Linked DNA regions of Mus musculus: regions 1, 2, 3 and 5 are each linked to region 4. A link is a contact called in public ChIA-PET and promoter capture Hi-C data. All regions are on one chromosome and are shown on one strand. The core of a region is the stretch at or near the end of the contact, and the rest is flanking DNA. Distances in the headings are between cores, read along the strand shown.

Region 1 (2,700 bases), core at 180-2,679, 370 kb after region 4:
GCACACACGTGTGTGGATATGTGGATATGCACATGGAGGCCAGAGTTCCTTTCTGATACTGTTCTTCATCTTTTGTTTTTCAGACAAGGTTTCTCACTTGAACCTGGAGCGTGATCATTTGGTTGGACTGGCTGGTCTCCTGTGCATCTCTTTAGGTGCGGAGGTGCGGGGATCAGGGGTGCACAAACATTGCAGCGTCTGGCTTTTTATATCTGTCTTGGGGATCTGAACTCAGATCCTCTGGCAATCACTCTACCCACTGAGCCGAGTCCCCTGCCCCCATTCGCCACACATTTAACAGCTCAAATGGGAGGATTAATGTGTCCCAAACCACCAGCCCAGCATCCAGTGCTTAGGGAACATCTGGCCTGTGTACATCTGCTTGGTGCATAAAATGGATATCCAGAATACTCGGGGGAGGGGGGCCTTCGAGGACTTAGAAAGAAGGTCGATGGCTGCAAAGGTCTGAGAGGAAACTGAGCAATGATGAGCAGGGCAAAAGAGAGGTCTCAGTTCCTTGTCCTTCGATTTTTAAAATCTACCTCCTTCACTTCAGTCTCCTCTGCGCTCGATGCTTTCAAAAAAGTGACCTCTTGATCCTTTGAGTGTGAGTCTCTTCTCTCCACATACACTCACCGCCCCTCCATATAATCCTATGTAAAGCCCCCCCCCTTTTTTTTTTTGGTCTGCCAATAAATATTTGCAACTCAGTACCTGTTCTCAAGAAGCCAAAACCATACACAAATTAGGTTGTAGTGAAAGCACCACGGGAAAATTTTCAGGTTCCCTTTTCTACGTCATATGGACCTTTTCAGTTCCTCAAATTCGCCCTCTGGCTTCTAGGCCGGCAGGGCCTCCTCATCTGCCTCTGTTTCTGTGGTTTCTGCGGAGTGAGTTCCTCTGCACGCCATGCTTTCCCTGGCCAACTCTTCATTTCGCAGCAGGCTTCCTGTATGAAGCCTTCCCTCCACCCCCACCTCTAGTCTTGATGAGCAACTACCCCCGGATTCGCCCAAAAGCAGGGATCTCCAGGTTATCCGAGAGTCACAGCACCCAGCATTGCCGCAAAGCACACAGCAGGGCCAAGGAGACCCCAGCCCAGGTCCTGCCAGGCCCAGACCCTTCCCACAGGCCCCGCCCCCTCCCGCCCCTCGGGCTTGGCTACGCCCCGCGGCCCCGCCCCCTCACCTTCGCATTTGCTGGGCAATCGCACCCAGTCGGTCTCCTCAGCCCCGGCGGGACTCGGGCCTAGCTTCGGGGCAGGAAGGAGCAGCAGCGGAAGCAGCAGCAGCAAAGGAAATAAGAGGCAGCGGGGCGCGAGCTCAGACATGGACTCCATGGCCCAGCCGGACCCAGAGCAGAGCGGACCCGGCGGCGCTTCCTCCGGCAGCGCGCGCGGAGCAGCTTCCCCCGGCCGCTTCCGGGACTGCGCACGTGCCTCTGGGTAACCACGGCAACGGCGAGCTCCGGCCCGCCCCACGCCCGGTAGCCTCTAGCGGCTTGCGAAACCGACCAAGGCCCGCGGGCGACGCAACCAATGGGTTCGCTCGGCGTCTGCTTTATAGCCAATGAGAGGAACTATCTTTTTTTTTTCCCATCTCAGCCAATCAGAGAGCGGATGGTGGCTTTGGCGCCCTATAGCGATATCACTGCCAGCTAAAGGAGGCTCAGTAGCTGGAGCATCAGTTCCTAGCGGGTGAACCTTCATCATACCTTGGATGAACCAGCCTTGGGCATTCTAGCCCTGGATAACGGACTATCTTTCATGGTTTTGTTTCTTGTTTTCTGTCTTTTGTTCTTCGAGACAGGGTTTCTTTGTATCCTTGGCTGTCCTGGAATTTACTGCGTGGACCAGGCCGGCCTCGAATTCAGAAATCCAGCTGCCTCTAAGTGCACCTCCACACCGGGCCTCGTGGTCCTCTCCCCGCACCCCCACCCCCATTAAGGTGTTAATAAAAAAGTCTTTATATATTTATTTTGGGTTGGAAGACGACTGGAATCAGTTGCCTCCTTCCACCATGTTGGTTCTGGACCTCAAACTTGGATCCTTAAGGCTTAATGGTGGCCCTCTTTAGTCACTAACCTAACTCATCAACCCTAACCATGGCTTTCTTTATAAAGTTGCAAGCACTCACTAGACACCGGCTTTTAAGGCTTATTATTGCAGCCACTCACTCGAATAGATACTTAGGGCCTCACAACAGCCCAGATATCCAGTAATTGCGTTTCTCCTTATGAAAACTAGATTAATAAACAGATAAGAGTGATCCTCTTAGCCGGGCATGGTCACACGACTTTAATCCCAGCACTCGGGAGGCAGAGGCAGGCAGATTTCTGAGTTCGAGGCCAGCCTGGTCTACAAAGTGAGTTCCAGGACAGCCAGGGCTGCACAGAGAAACTCTGTCTCGAAAAACAAACAAAGAGTGATCCTCCTACATCTCGAGGTTTGCCTGTTGGGAAGCTCAAATCAATAATTCATGAATTAATGGAATTAAAAAAGAAATCCCTAGTTTTAGGGATGTTGCTCACTGGGAGATCTTTGCCTAGCACTTGACTACCATGTGCAAATCCCTGGTGATCCATCTCCAGGCTGGCATAAACCTGTCATTGGCTATATAGTGAGGGGGAGGGAGATATAGCCTGAGCTACTTGAGGCCATATCTACAAAACAAAACAAAACCACCTTGAAGTATGTGGGAC
Region 2 (2,700 bases), core at 150-2,649, 390 kb after region 4:
GCCTTTAGCAGTACTGCATGCATGTAGTACACAGACATAGATGCACATAATAAAATTAAAGGGGGGCCCGGGCAGTAGTGGCACCCGCCTTTAATTCCAGCACTTGGGAGGCAGAGGCAGGTGGATTTCTGAGTTCGAGGCCAGCCTGGTCTACAGAGTGAGTTCCAGGACAGCCAGGGCTACACAGAGAAACCCTGTCTTGAAAAACAAAACAGAAAAGGAAAGGAAAGGAAAGGAAAGGAAAGGAAAGGAAAGGAAAGGAAAGGAAAGGAAAGGAAGCCCTAAGAGGTTCAGCATTACATGAGGAAAAGTGTGCCAGAGGGGCTGCAGACAGAGCTCTCAGTTAGTAGAGTGCTTGGCTAATACATATAAACTCCTGTGCTCCATTCCCGGCACCATACAATACAATTCAATTCCCAGCACATACTGGACATGGACCCCTGTAATCCCAGCACTGCGGAGGTGGAGGGCCAGGAGTTCAAAGCCGCGGTTGGGAATGGTCAGCAGTTAGTGCCTGCCGTGCAGGTGTGAGGGTCAGAATTTGAATGCCCACAAACCCAGATAAATGCCAGCTGGATGCGGCGGTCTGCCTACTTCTGCCCTTCGAAGGCAAGGATCCGAAGTCAGACGCGTGCATACGCGCGCGCACGCACACACACACAGACTATATTGTGAGTTCAAGTTCAAGGTCAGCTTTGGCTACAGGAGACCTTGAAAACATGAGAACGGGGATAAAAATTCAATAGCCCTACCTGCTGAGCCATCTTACCCACTTTTTGGGTTTCATGGGGTTGTTTCCGGTGAAGGGTAAACATGCTGTGTGCTTTTAACATTATGCAAAGTATGCTTTACTTACTGATTTCTTGATCTGTGCCAGATCAAGCTGTTTATTATATACTTACATGTTTCAGTGTGTAACTCGGCTGGCTCTATGGCCCGAGCATATGGTGTTACAAGCATGAGCCACTGCATCCTGTCAGGATAGCTTTGATACAGAAATCTGAACAGCATTGGGAGGTGTAGCGCAGCAGACATTGGGAGATGACGAATCCTTGGCTCAAACCAAAATTGACTACAAATCCCAAACAACACATAACCCAAACCCAAACAACAACAACAAAAACCAGGGATTTGATCCTTAGTACCACAATTAACAAATGTGACGAGCGCTTGCTTGCTTGCTTGGAAAAGCATACAGAATCACGCTCTGGACTGTAGCGCGAGACTCAAACTACCAAGACGACCCTCCCGGCCCTGAGCGCGCAGCCTGCGTCCGCATCTACACGTGCCAAAGGGAAGTGCTTTTGTACAGCCACGCCTCCTCACACTTGTCTCACTGGGTGCAAAAACTTCACTTTTTGGCTCGTTCCCCCACCCCACCCCGCCCGCTCCTCACCCACCGCAGCACATCTCATGTTGTGGAATGAGAGCTGGAGGTTAACCCAGGCTGCAGCTTCTGCACAAATAGCCCGGGTCTTGGAAGGTCTACCCTGGGCTAAGTTACTAAGCTCCCCTCTACTTTTCACGAAGTGGTTGCTCCCACTCCACCCGGAAGTGCTTACAGCCGGATCCGGGGGATGAGCTGGTGGCAGGACATGGACCAGCGTGGCGGTGTCTCCAGTCCGAGCGGTGCACTGGCGTCTGCCGAGCCAGCTCCTGCCTCGGTGACCCTGGCGGAGCTCCTGCACCTGGTACAGAAGGGCCAGGAGGTCCCGGGCCTGGAGAAACGCCACATCACTGCGACCCACGGTGAACCCACCGCGTCTCTGCTCCCTCGGAGGCCCAAGCCCTGGGAAGATGCGGGCTCGGCCGCCTCACCCTGCACCATCGCCCTAGACACGAGGACGCAGCCTCCGACCATCGAGGAGCGATCCCGGGGCAGTCCAGCCGCCCAACTCGACGGAGGCCCAAGGGTTTCCTGATGCTCGAGGTGTTTCCCGAGGGCATGACTGGGTCCTACACAAACTTGAGTCTGGACACTTGCCACCTGTGGGACTCAATGTTGCCTAGTAATTTTGTTTTTGGATGCCAAATTTCAACTTCATACTGTGTCCTAGTCCATTTGTGTAACGGAAATAAGTTTCCCTTGTCACTGTAGGACAGCACAACCTCCTGGACCCGCTTGTTCTGATGATACCGATAAACCGATATCCAAAAGGCATTTCTAACTTGGCAGTCGTTTGGGTTTGATGAAAAGGTTCCTTCCCAGAGTGATACATAGAAACCCTGGTTCTTGGAGTTGGGGGACTGGAGAGAGGGCTCGGTGCTCTTCCAGAGGATCAAGGTTCAATTTCCAGCAAACATGGTGACTCACATTTTAATGGGATCTGACGCCCTCTTCTGTTGTCAGTGTGCTTGGCCACATAACTAAATCTTAAAAAACCCTGACTCTTGGGAGCAACTAAGGTAGTGCGAGCAGAGGCAGTTTGGTAGTTGGTACCCCCATAGGAGTTGGCTTTCTCCTCCCACCATGCACCAGACCCCCCCCCCCCCCCCCCCCCCCCCGGTTAAGCTCTGGCTTGGCAGCAGGTGCCTTACCCAGATTCATCTCCAAGGCTGAAACTAGTAGTTGGGAATTAAGCCCTGGGTTTCTGAGGGAGCATTCTTTCCTCCCCGCAGGACTTGTGAAACGGTGCCAGATGCCCAGGGGACTGGGCGAACGGCTCTTTTTAAAGATTTATTTATTTTATGTAAGTACAC
Region 3 (2,700 bases), core at 192-2,691, 350 kb after region 4:
AAATCTTAAAAAAAAAAAAAAAAGAATTTTCCTTATCAAGTAGCAAAAAAATTTTTTGAGAGTTTTTTTTTTTTTGTTTTTTGTTTTTTTTTTAGCCTGGTTTAAACAGTGAGTTCCAAGACAGCTGGGGCTACAAAGAGAGACTCTGTTTCAAAAAAATTTTTTTTCAAAATTTAATTTCATGTGTCGTGCCTGAATATGTGCATCATGTGCATACCTTGTGTCTGCAGACCCCAGAGAGGGTGCTGGGCACCAAATTTGGGTCCTCTGTAAGAACATGTGCCATCTCCCCAGCTGCCTCTTATTAGAAACAGGGTCTCCTAATGTAGCCCTGCAGGGCCTGGAACTCACAGAGAGCCACCTATTTAGGACTCCCTGAGTGCTGGGATTAAATATATGTGCCACTACTCCTGACATCAACACATTTTTTTTTATTTTTAATTATGTCTGTATGTGTAGTACATGTGAGTACAGTGCCCTCCACGGCCAGAAGGGAGCGCTAACCTCCCCCTGGAACGGAATTCCAGGCGATTATGAGCCACCTGATGCAGATGCTAGGCACTGAGAGCCTGTCTTCTGCCAGAGCCTAAGGGGCTCTTAGTAGTCGGACCATCTCACCGGCTCAATGGCTTTTTGTTGTTGTTTTTGTTTTTAAATCATAGTCAGGCATTCTACAAAAGTGCACTTGAGAACCTGGCATACTGGTGCTCCTGGAAATATCTCAGTCAGAGGTGTCCGTGAGTTCTGGGCTGAGTCGGGAGTGTGGGCCAGACACTATCCTGGTCTGTATCCTCTCCACCAAATGGGGGCCTTTTACCTCTTGGAAATGACTTTTTCTTTAGTACTACTGGTTGGAGAAAAGCGCTGCTCACCTCGTGGGGTTTTGTTACAGCTTGCAACACACGTACCCAAACTCCTGGCACAGCACTTGGCTGTGCAAACGTGCTACAAATGTTCTGTTCACACTGCCAGAGGCCAATCGCAGGAGGAACAGCGCCGGAGCCAAGGATCCACCTTGACCCAAAGCTCGGATTTTGCTCTGTCCCATGAATCCTTCTCTGCGCACACCCTGGCCCCTTCCCGCACTGTTTCGGCAGATGCTCTCCCATGCCCATACTACCCTGATGAGCAAGGGCTCTTGACCCCCTAGTACTGCCTGCCAGGCTCCAGCCCGCAGAGGCTGCCCAGACTGGCCTAAGCAGGCCGGCCCGTTTGGACTCACCCTGTGCCACAGGCTACGTCCAGCACCCTGTGGCACCCGTGCTGGCGCAACAGCCCAAGCAACCACGCCTTGTACTCTGCGGTACGGCTGCGGGTGTCCCCGATGTACAGCTGCCACACACGTGCGGCCTCCCCATCTGCATACTGGTCCGGGAGCCCTTCGGCCGCCACCCCCAGGGAGCGGGTACGGTACACGCTGTCCACCATCCTGACCGGCGCCTGGCTCTCAGGCCACGCGATCCGCACTTATAATCCTCTGGCAAGGCAGTCCCACCTGGCCAATGGCAGGTGAGAGCAGGGACACGCCCCTGCTGGGCCCTGGGCCCAGAGCCAGGCTTGCTGCCTCTGCCTTGAGGATGGCTCAGCACAGCAATCCTGGACCTGGCTTAGTAAGACAGGTCAGATAGGACTCGCCAGGGTGGCCGGGAGGAACTCACAAAGTAAAGCAATGAGAGATCACTCCACCCCTACCCAAGGAGGAAGGGGAAGAAGCCTGAAATCCACCCAAAACAGAATTATTACATGCCCAGCCCAGCACAGTGTCTACACAACACTGCTTATCATTTAGTGGAGGGAACACTCCGCTAAAGAGAGCCACTGTGTCGGGACATTATGAACAGTCTTTGAGAAAGATGCCCATCCAAGTACAAGAGTACACCTGGAGATAGGCGTGTCTCTCTTCCCCTCCCCCATACCAGCCAGGAGCCTCCTAAGGTAGCCTGGGCCTTCCAATCCATGGGCTTTATACTCTGCAATCTCTTAAAGGCTGGGTGTAGTAAGGTGAGACAGGAGGATTATTAGTGCTCAATGAATTAGTGAACAATGTGGGAGACATAGCAAGCCTTCCATCTGCTTTCCATGGGAGCACCTTCAGAGAGGAAAGTTGGGGGTCGGCAGGGAAGGTGCTCATGGCGCCCGCTCGGGCTAGCGTCACTGTATAACCTGAGGGTCCGTTTCGTGTTACCCGCTCACCCTTTTTACCCCACCAAGGACAAGATCCCAGCCGGGCTAAAGTCGGCTCTGGAAGATGCGTGTGAGCGACGAGAAGCCTGCCCCGCCTGCCCTGCCTGCCCACACACTTCCAACTCTGTGAACACTCGTTACGTGGAAAGAAGAGAGAAGACAGGGAGCATCCCGCCCGCCCGCCCGCCCGCCCTCCCTTCGCCTTCCCAATGCAGGGTGAACCCTGGAGATGGAAGGAGGCCCACAGTTGTGTGACTTAACCTTCTTATAGTAGGTATGGCTGTTTTGACTTCATAGATGTCAGTATGTGTCTGACGCCCGTGGAGCCCAGAATCGAGAGCTTCAGATACCCTGAACCTGCAGTTGTAGACAGTGGGGAGCCACTCGGTGGTGCTGAGGACACTGAACCCCACAGAGGACCAAGTGGTTTGTTTGGTTTGGTTTGGTTTTTGTGAGAAAGGGTTTCTCTGGCTGTCCTAGAATTCACTCTGTAAACCAGGCTGGCCTCGAACTCAG
Region 4 (2,700 bases), core at 146-2,645:
AAAAAGGGACAGAAGCAAGATTTTTATTCTGAAATAGGAAGCTTATGACATTTATAAATAAGCAAATCGGCTTATATTTTAAACATAATTTAAAAACAAATTAACAAAGTCATATTTTTTTCTTTTCAGAAATCTGATTCTTGTTTTTTGGTGTTTTTTGTTTGTTTGTTTGTTTTTGTTTTTTGTTTTTCGAGACAGGGTTTCTCAGTATAGCCCTGGCTGCCCTGGAATTCTCTCTGTAGACCAGGTTGACCTTGAACTCTGAGATTTGCCTGATTCTGCCTCTGAGTACTAGGATTAAAAAGTTTGTGCCACCAATGCCTGGCTCAGAAATGTGATTTTTACACAAATTCAAGATTTATGTTTAGCTGGTGAAAAATATGAAGCTATTGTCTAGGTTCAACATATTTCCTCACTTTTGGTTTTTTCATGGTGTGAGATCCTCTGAAACTGGAGCCCCAAATGGTTGTGAACTACCACGAAGGTGCTAGAAAAAAGACCTCCGGAGCCATCTCTACCCAGGCCCTATTTTCCTATGTTTTGACTGACCCTTAGGGTCTTGTCTTTTTCTTTTTAAACATTTATTTCTATTTTCTGTGTATGAGTTTTTGCCTCCATGTGTTTCTGCACCACTGATATCTCAAAACACTTGCCAGGCCTGTCACGGTATGGGTTGCTCCGACAGTGGCCTTCACCACCATTTTACTGTAATGCTTGGCTAGAACATCTGGAAATTTTACTGATGTCTGTTGTGTTTGACTTTCACTTTTCTGTACTTTCTCATTTCTCGATTTAAACCTCTATAAGTTATTGGACTGGAAAGTTACCCGACTACGTCAAGCTTCCTCTGGGGGAAAAGGGATGGACACTCGTTGAGGTTCGTAGCTTCTGACAGGGTTTAGGTGTGAGTGTAGGGGGTCGTTTGCTTTCTCACTATATATAATCATTTCTGTAAAGCAGGTGGATTGCTATGGGCACGCACGCTCCAGGAGCCTGGGAACCAAGCTACTGAGGCCTCCGCTACAACCTGGCCCCGCCCACTCACCGGGCTCTCCGGCCCCGCCCACCGCGCCGGGAGGAGGAGAGGGGTGGTCTCTCTGCATCACGTGGTCTCCGGGGGAGTAGGGGGTGGGCGGCTCGCCGGTCGCCATTTTGCGCGGGGCCGAAAGGCGGGGCCTGCGCACTTCAGGGCGCGCGCCCCTGGTGCTCGCGCAGGCTCAGCGCTCCGCCCCACGGCTCCCGGCTCCTGAGGCCGCTCTCCGCGTCCAGCCGCGGGAGAGCCTGGGAGGACGAGGGGGTGTGGCGTGTCGGCGCGTACCCGCGCCCTCCAACCGCTGGCCGGTGGGGCGGGGCCGCGGGGAGGGGGCCGCTCCGTCCGCGAGGGCGGCGCGCTGCGGTGTCCGCGGCGGCGGTGCCTGCGGCTGTGGCGGCACGCTCCCGAGCGGCGTCCGCGGCGCTCCCGGTAGCCATGTACCGCAGTGGCTCCCGCTCCTCCGTCTCTTCGCACCGGTCGAAAGACGGCAGCGCGAGCGGCCCTCCGCCGGGCCGTCCCGTGGGCGCCTCCTCAGGCCCCACACGCCGCCCCTCGTCGCCGCCGCCGCCCTCTTGCTCCTCGCTGCGGCTCCCCGCCCGCCGCCACCGCTCGCCCTCAGGCCACCGCGGCCGCTGGGCCTCGCCGTCCCCGCCTCGGGGTCGTCGCGGCTCCCCGTCCCCGCCCCGCGGCCGCCGGGCCTCACCGTCTCCGACCCGCGGCCGCCGGGCCTCGCCATCCCCTCCGCGGGGTCGTCGTGGCTCCCCGTCCCCGCCGCGCGCCCGTCGCGGCTCCCCGTCGCCACCGCGGAGCCGGCGACACTACCCACCTGGCCTGGGTGGCTTCCGAGGCAGCATTCGAGGCGAGTCCCGCGCCGACTTCGCCCGGGACGGCCGCGGAGACCATCCAGGCGGCGGCGGCGGCAGTCGGGTAATCCCACCCTTCGCCCATGTTGCCCCCATGTCCCCAGCCCCCGGGCCCTCAGGCCAGAGTCCGAATGTCCGAGTCTTCCCCGCTCCCTGACAGTCCTGGGTGCCTCCTTTACACAATAACGGACCCGGGACCCGTTCGGTCACCCGTGTTGGAACAGAACAGGACGCCCGGTTTCTAGGGGGAAGAGGCTTTCGCTCTTGCTATGTGGAAAAGTTCTCCAAGGCGAGGGGCATTTCATCCATACTGACTGGCGCTTTGGCGTTTCCCTTTGGGTTTGATCAAATTCGTTGCTTTAAGGCCCGAGTTTAGCAGAACATCTGAAATGCCTGGTGGCCAGTGAGGAAAGCTTGAACCAAAGCAGACTGGATGCTTTAGCTGTCATGGAGTCTCAGTTATAGCTGTTATTCCGACGAGAGGTGTGCATAATCAATCATTGTGATTGCTGCCATCAGCTAGAGACACAAGAGCAGCTACCAGCAATCTTTTAGGGCTCACGGTCCCTTGAGGTAAAGCAATAGCAATAGGTGTTATCACAGCCAAGGAACCAGCTCAGAGAGGTTTAAGTAGCTTGATCAAGGTGACACACAAGTGATGGAGCTGTGGTTCAGCTCACATGTTGGATTCTCACAGCCTGCGATTTTACATGTTAAAATGTGCTGCTGCTGGAGGGACAAAATGTGGGATTAATTTATGGTTGTGGTGGGTGTAGCTGAGTAGTACTCAGTAGGGCTTACAAA
Region 5 (2,700 bases), core at 113-2,612, 330 kb after region 4:
ATCCAATATATTGATTAAATGTATTTCACAAAAACCTGTATCTGTTAATTACAAAGGAGACTTCTGGAGGGGGGCAGTTGGAGAGATGGCTCAGCTGTTAAGAGCACTAACTGCTCTACCAGCAGGCCCAGGTTTTATTCCCAGTACCCACCTGTCACTCACAAGTGTCTATAACTCCAGTTCCAGGGGATCTGACACCCTCACATAGACATACGTACAGACAAAACAGCAGTGCACGTACAAATTTTAAATAAATAAATCATAAAAAAGAAAGAGTAAAGACAAAGACGAAATCTAAGTAACTAAGGCTATTGGCTCAGTTCCCATCACAGAAGCCTTCAACCCTTTCCTTCTCTGTCGCCTTCTCTCCTATAGCTCTCCTAGAATTAGGTAAACTGTTCAAGCTTCAAGTTAGATCGGAGTAGGACAGAGAACGTGAAGGACCCAAGGCACTGGAACATGAGCTTTAAGGAGGGTGTGTTGGGAGAAGTGTGGCAACACCAAGCAACAGGGCTACATGAATCCCATGCATTAATTCAGCCAGCAGCCGCTGCATAAATAGATTGGCATAAGCATGGCTGGGGCAGTTTTATCCCACCATCCCCCTTACAACGTTCCCGGTAACCCTCAAGACGCTGTGCCTACAGCTGAGCAGGACAAACTAAGACATCCTCAGGAAAATGGACTTTTTCCACTTTTCTTTGTTTTTAAAGATTTATTTATTTTATGTAAGTCCGTACACTGTAGCTGTCTTCAGACACCCCAGAAGAGGGCATCAGATCTCATTACGGATGGTTGTGAGCCGCTATGTGGTTCCTAGGATTTGAACTCAGAACCTTTGGAAGAGCAGTCGGTGCTCTTAACCACTAAGCCATCTCCCCAAACCCCATCCTTCTTTTCACACCAATTATTCTTTTTTGTTTGTTTGTTTTGTTTTGTTTTTCGAGACAGGGTTTCTCTGTGTAGTACTGGCTGTCCTGGAACTCACTCTGTAGACAGGCTGGCCTTAAACTCAGAAATCCACCTGCCTCTGCCTCCCAAGTGCTGGGATTAAAGGCGTGCGCCACCACCGCCTGGCCCACACCGATTACTCTTGGTCAGTTAAATACTGAGTTCAAGTTATGGGGCATGAAGGTCGAGAGGACGCTACTTGCCCTACAGAATTGTAAAAATGCTCCTCCACTGAGTTTCAAAGGGCGCGTGCGTCGACAACAACGGAGGCGGTCGTCAAGCCAGGCTCCCCCCCACCCCTGTGCATCTTCTCAGGGGCCGACTTGGCCATCGGCACCCCGCCCACTTTCCTACCGGAAGCGGAAACGCCTCTCTTGCCCCGGACTTTTTCCGCCCCCTATTTCCGGAAGTGGAGTGGTTTCCTTCTCCTTCGCCATGGCGTTGGCTGTCCTGCGCGTCCTGGACCCCTTCCCGACGGAGACACCACCGTTGGCGGTGCTGTTGCCTCCCGGGGGCCCGTGGCCAGCGACGGGGCTGGGGCTGGTGCTGGCACTGCGGCCGGCGAGCGAGAGTCCCGCGAAGCCCGCGCTGCTCGTGGCGGCCGTGGAAGGGTCCGGCGCCCAGGGCGAGCAGCGCGGGCCGGGGCCTCCGCCGCTGCTGGTGAGCCGCGCGCTGCTGCGGGTCCTAGCGCTGGGGCCCGGGGCGCGAGTACGAGCGCGGCTTGTGCGGCGTCCCCCGGCCCTGGGCTGGGCGTTGCTTGCCACGGCTCCGGGACCCGGGCTAGGGCCTCGAGTCGGGCCGCTGTTGGTGCGCCGCGGGGAGACCCTCCCCGTGCCCGGATCGCGAGTGTTGGAGACGCGACCGGCCCTGCAGGGGTTGCTGGGCCCGGGGACACGGCTGGCCGTGACTGAGCTCCGCGGGCGGGCCAAACTGGGCCAGGAGAGTCGGGATCACAGCCATCCCCCGCCCCCGCCCGTAGTGTCGTCCTTTGCAGCTTCCCACTCGGTCCGGCGACTCCGAGGGGTTCTGGGAGGGACTGGAGATGCGCTGGGTGTGAGCCGGAGCTGTCTCCGGAGTCTCGGACTCTTCCAGGGCGAATGGGTCTGGGTGGCCCAGGTCGCAGAGTTACCCAACTCCTCGCAGCCGCGCTTGGCTCAAGTCCAGGTTCTAGAACCGCGCTGGGAGCTGTCTGAGAGACTGGGACCCAACTCCGGGCAGCAGCCGGGAGAGCCACTCGCTGACGGACTGGTGTTTCTGCCCGCCACTCTGGCTTTTAATCTCGGCTGTGACCCCCTGGAAGTGGGAGAGCTCAGAATTCAGGTCAGGAATGCTTCCTTTAACTTTTGCTCTCTTCCCTGTCTTTACTGAGTTGGAAGGCTAAATCTGTAGAATTCAGGTCCCCTGTGCCTTACAATTAGACCTTTCACTTAAGGTCTCTTAGTCTTGTATACTCATTTTCTCTTATCAAACTGTCTTTCACGTGTTCAGGTGAAACATGAGGTTCCCTGCCAAGTACCAGCTCTGCGTACCCCTAGTCTGTAACTGCGTTGCTACGTTAGAATGCTATCCTGGTACCTCTTGCTTTTTCCTTGACTGACTTCTTGTTCTAACTTTATCTGATAAAGCAACTGTCATTTCCGACCTAAACGTGACACTCGCATAAATCCTTTCATGATTTTATAACCACAACCTTAACATCATTTCTTCCTCTTGTAGCCTTTTGAGCCTTGTTAGGGTATATATCTTATT

Evidence for each region. Promoter capture Hi-C pulls out the DNA fragments that hold promoters and counts their contacts. ChIA-PET counts read pairs in DNA pulled down with a chosen protein or histone mark. Capture Hi-C pulls out chosen DNA fragments and counts their contacts.
Region 1: a promoter capture Hi-C map of liver shows a contact between it and region 4, with 2.1 times the contacts expected there. The contact joins the promoter of Cnpy3 here to the promoter of Zfp318 in region 4. A contact is called at or near these places in 1 of 39 promoter capture datasets (the HPC-7 cell line), 2 of 484 Hi-C or Micro-C datasets (B cells and embryonic stem cells), 1 of 115 datasets of contacts at active chromatin or transcription factors (astrocytes) and 2 of 9 other capture datasets (adipose tissue and liver).
Region 2: a contact with region 4 is called in an RNA polymerase II ChIA-PET map of memory CD8 T cells, with 11 read pairs. The contact joins the promoter of 2310039H08Rik here to the promoter of Zfp318 in region 4. A contact is called at or near these places in 1 of 39 promoter capture datasets (the HPC-7 cell line), 1 of 484 Hi-C or Micro-C datasets (CD4 T cells), 2 of 115 datasets of contacts at active chromatin or transcription factors (effector CD8 T cells and memory CD8 T cells) and 2 of 9 other capture datasets (adipose tissue and liver).
Region 3: a contact with region 4 is called in a promoter capture Hi-C map of adipose tissue. The contact joins the promoter of Gnmt here to the promoter of Zfp318 in region 4. A contact is called at or near these places in 2 of 39 promoter capture datasets (the HPC-7 cell line and cranial neural crest), 2 of 115 datasets of contacts at active chromatin or transcription factors (astrocytes and pancreatic cancer cells) and 2 of 9 other capture datasets (adipose tissue and liver).
Region 5: a contact with region 4 is called in a promoter capture Hi-C map of the HPC-7 cell line. The contact joins the promoter of Pex6 here to the promoter of Zfp318 in region 4. A contact is called at or near these places in 4 of 39 promoter capture datasets (the HPC-7 cell line, cranial neural crest and liver), 3 of 115 datasets of contacts at active chromatin or transcription factors (astrocytes, bone marrow-derived macrophages and pancreatic cancer cells) and 1 of 9 other capture datasets (pancreatic islet).

Annotation. Positions count from the first base shown.
Region 1 is chr17:46,750,785-46,753,484 of GRCm38.p6, forward strand. Cnpy3 (canopy FGF signaling regulator 3) reads right to left here and starts at 1,430. Exons shown (of 6, transcript NM_028065.4): 1 at 1,189-1,430. The coding sequence starts at 1,339.
Region 2 is chr17:46,771,236-46,773,935 of GRCm38.p6, forward strand. 2310039H08Rik (RIKEN cDNA 2310039H08 gene) reads left to right here and starts at 1,400. Exons shown (of 1, transcript NM_025966.3): 1 at 1,400-2,172. The coding sequence starts at 1,578. The coding sequence ends at 1,922. Rpl7l1 (ribosomal protein L7-like 1) reads right to left here. Exons shown (of 7, transcript NM_025433.3): 7 at 2,672-2,700.
Region 3 is chr17:46,727,724-46,730,423 of GRCm38.p6, forward strand. Gnmt (glycine N-methyltransferase) reads right to left here and starts at 1,442. Exons shown (of 6, transcript NM_010321.1): 1 at 1,223-1,442. The coding sequence starts at 1,428.
Region 4 is chr17:46,382,371-46,385,070 of GRCm38.p6, forward strand. Zfp318 (zinc finger protein 318) reads left to right here and starts at 1,396. Exons shown (of 10, transcript NM_207671.4): 1 at 1,396-1,960. The coding sequence starts at 1,469.
Region 5 is chr17:46,710,114-46,712,813 of GRCm38.p6, forward strand. Pex6 (peroxisomal biogenesis factor 6) reads left to right here and starts at 1,363. Exons shown (of 17, transcript NM_145488.2): 1 at 1,363-2,271. The coding sequence starts at 1,387.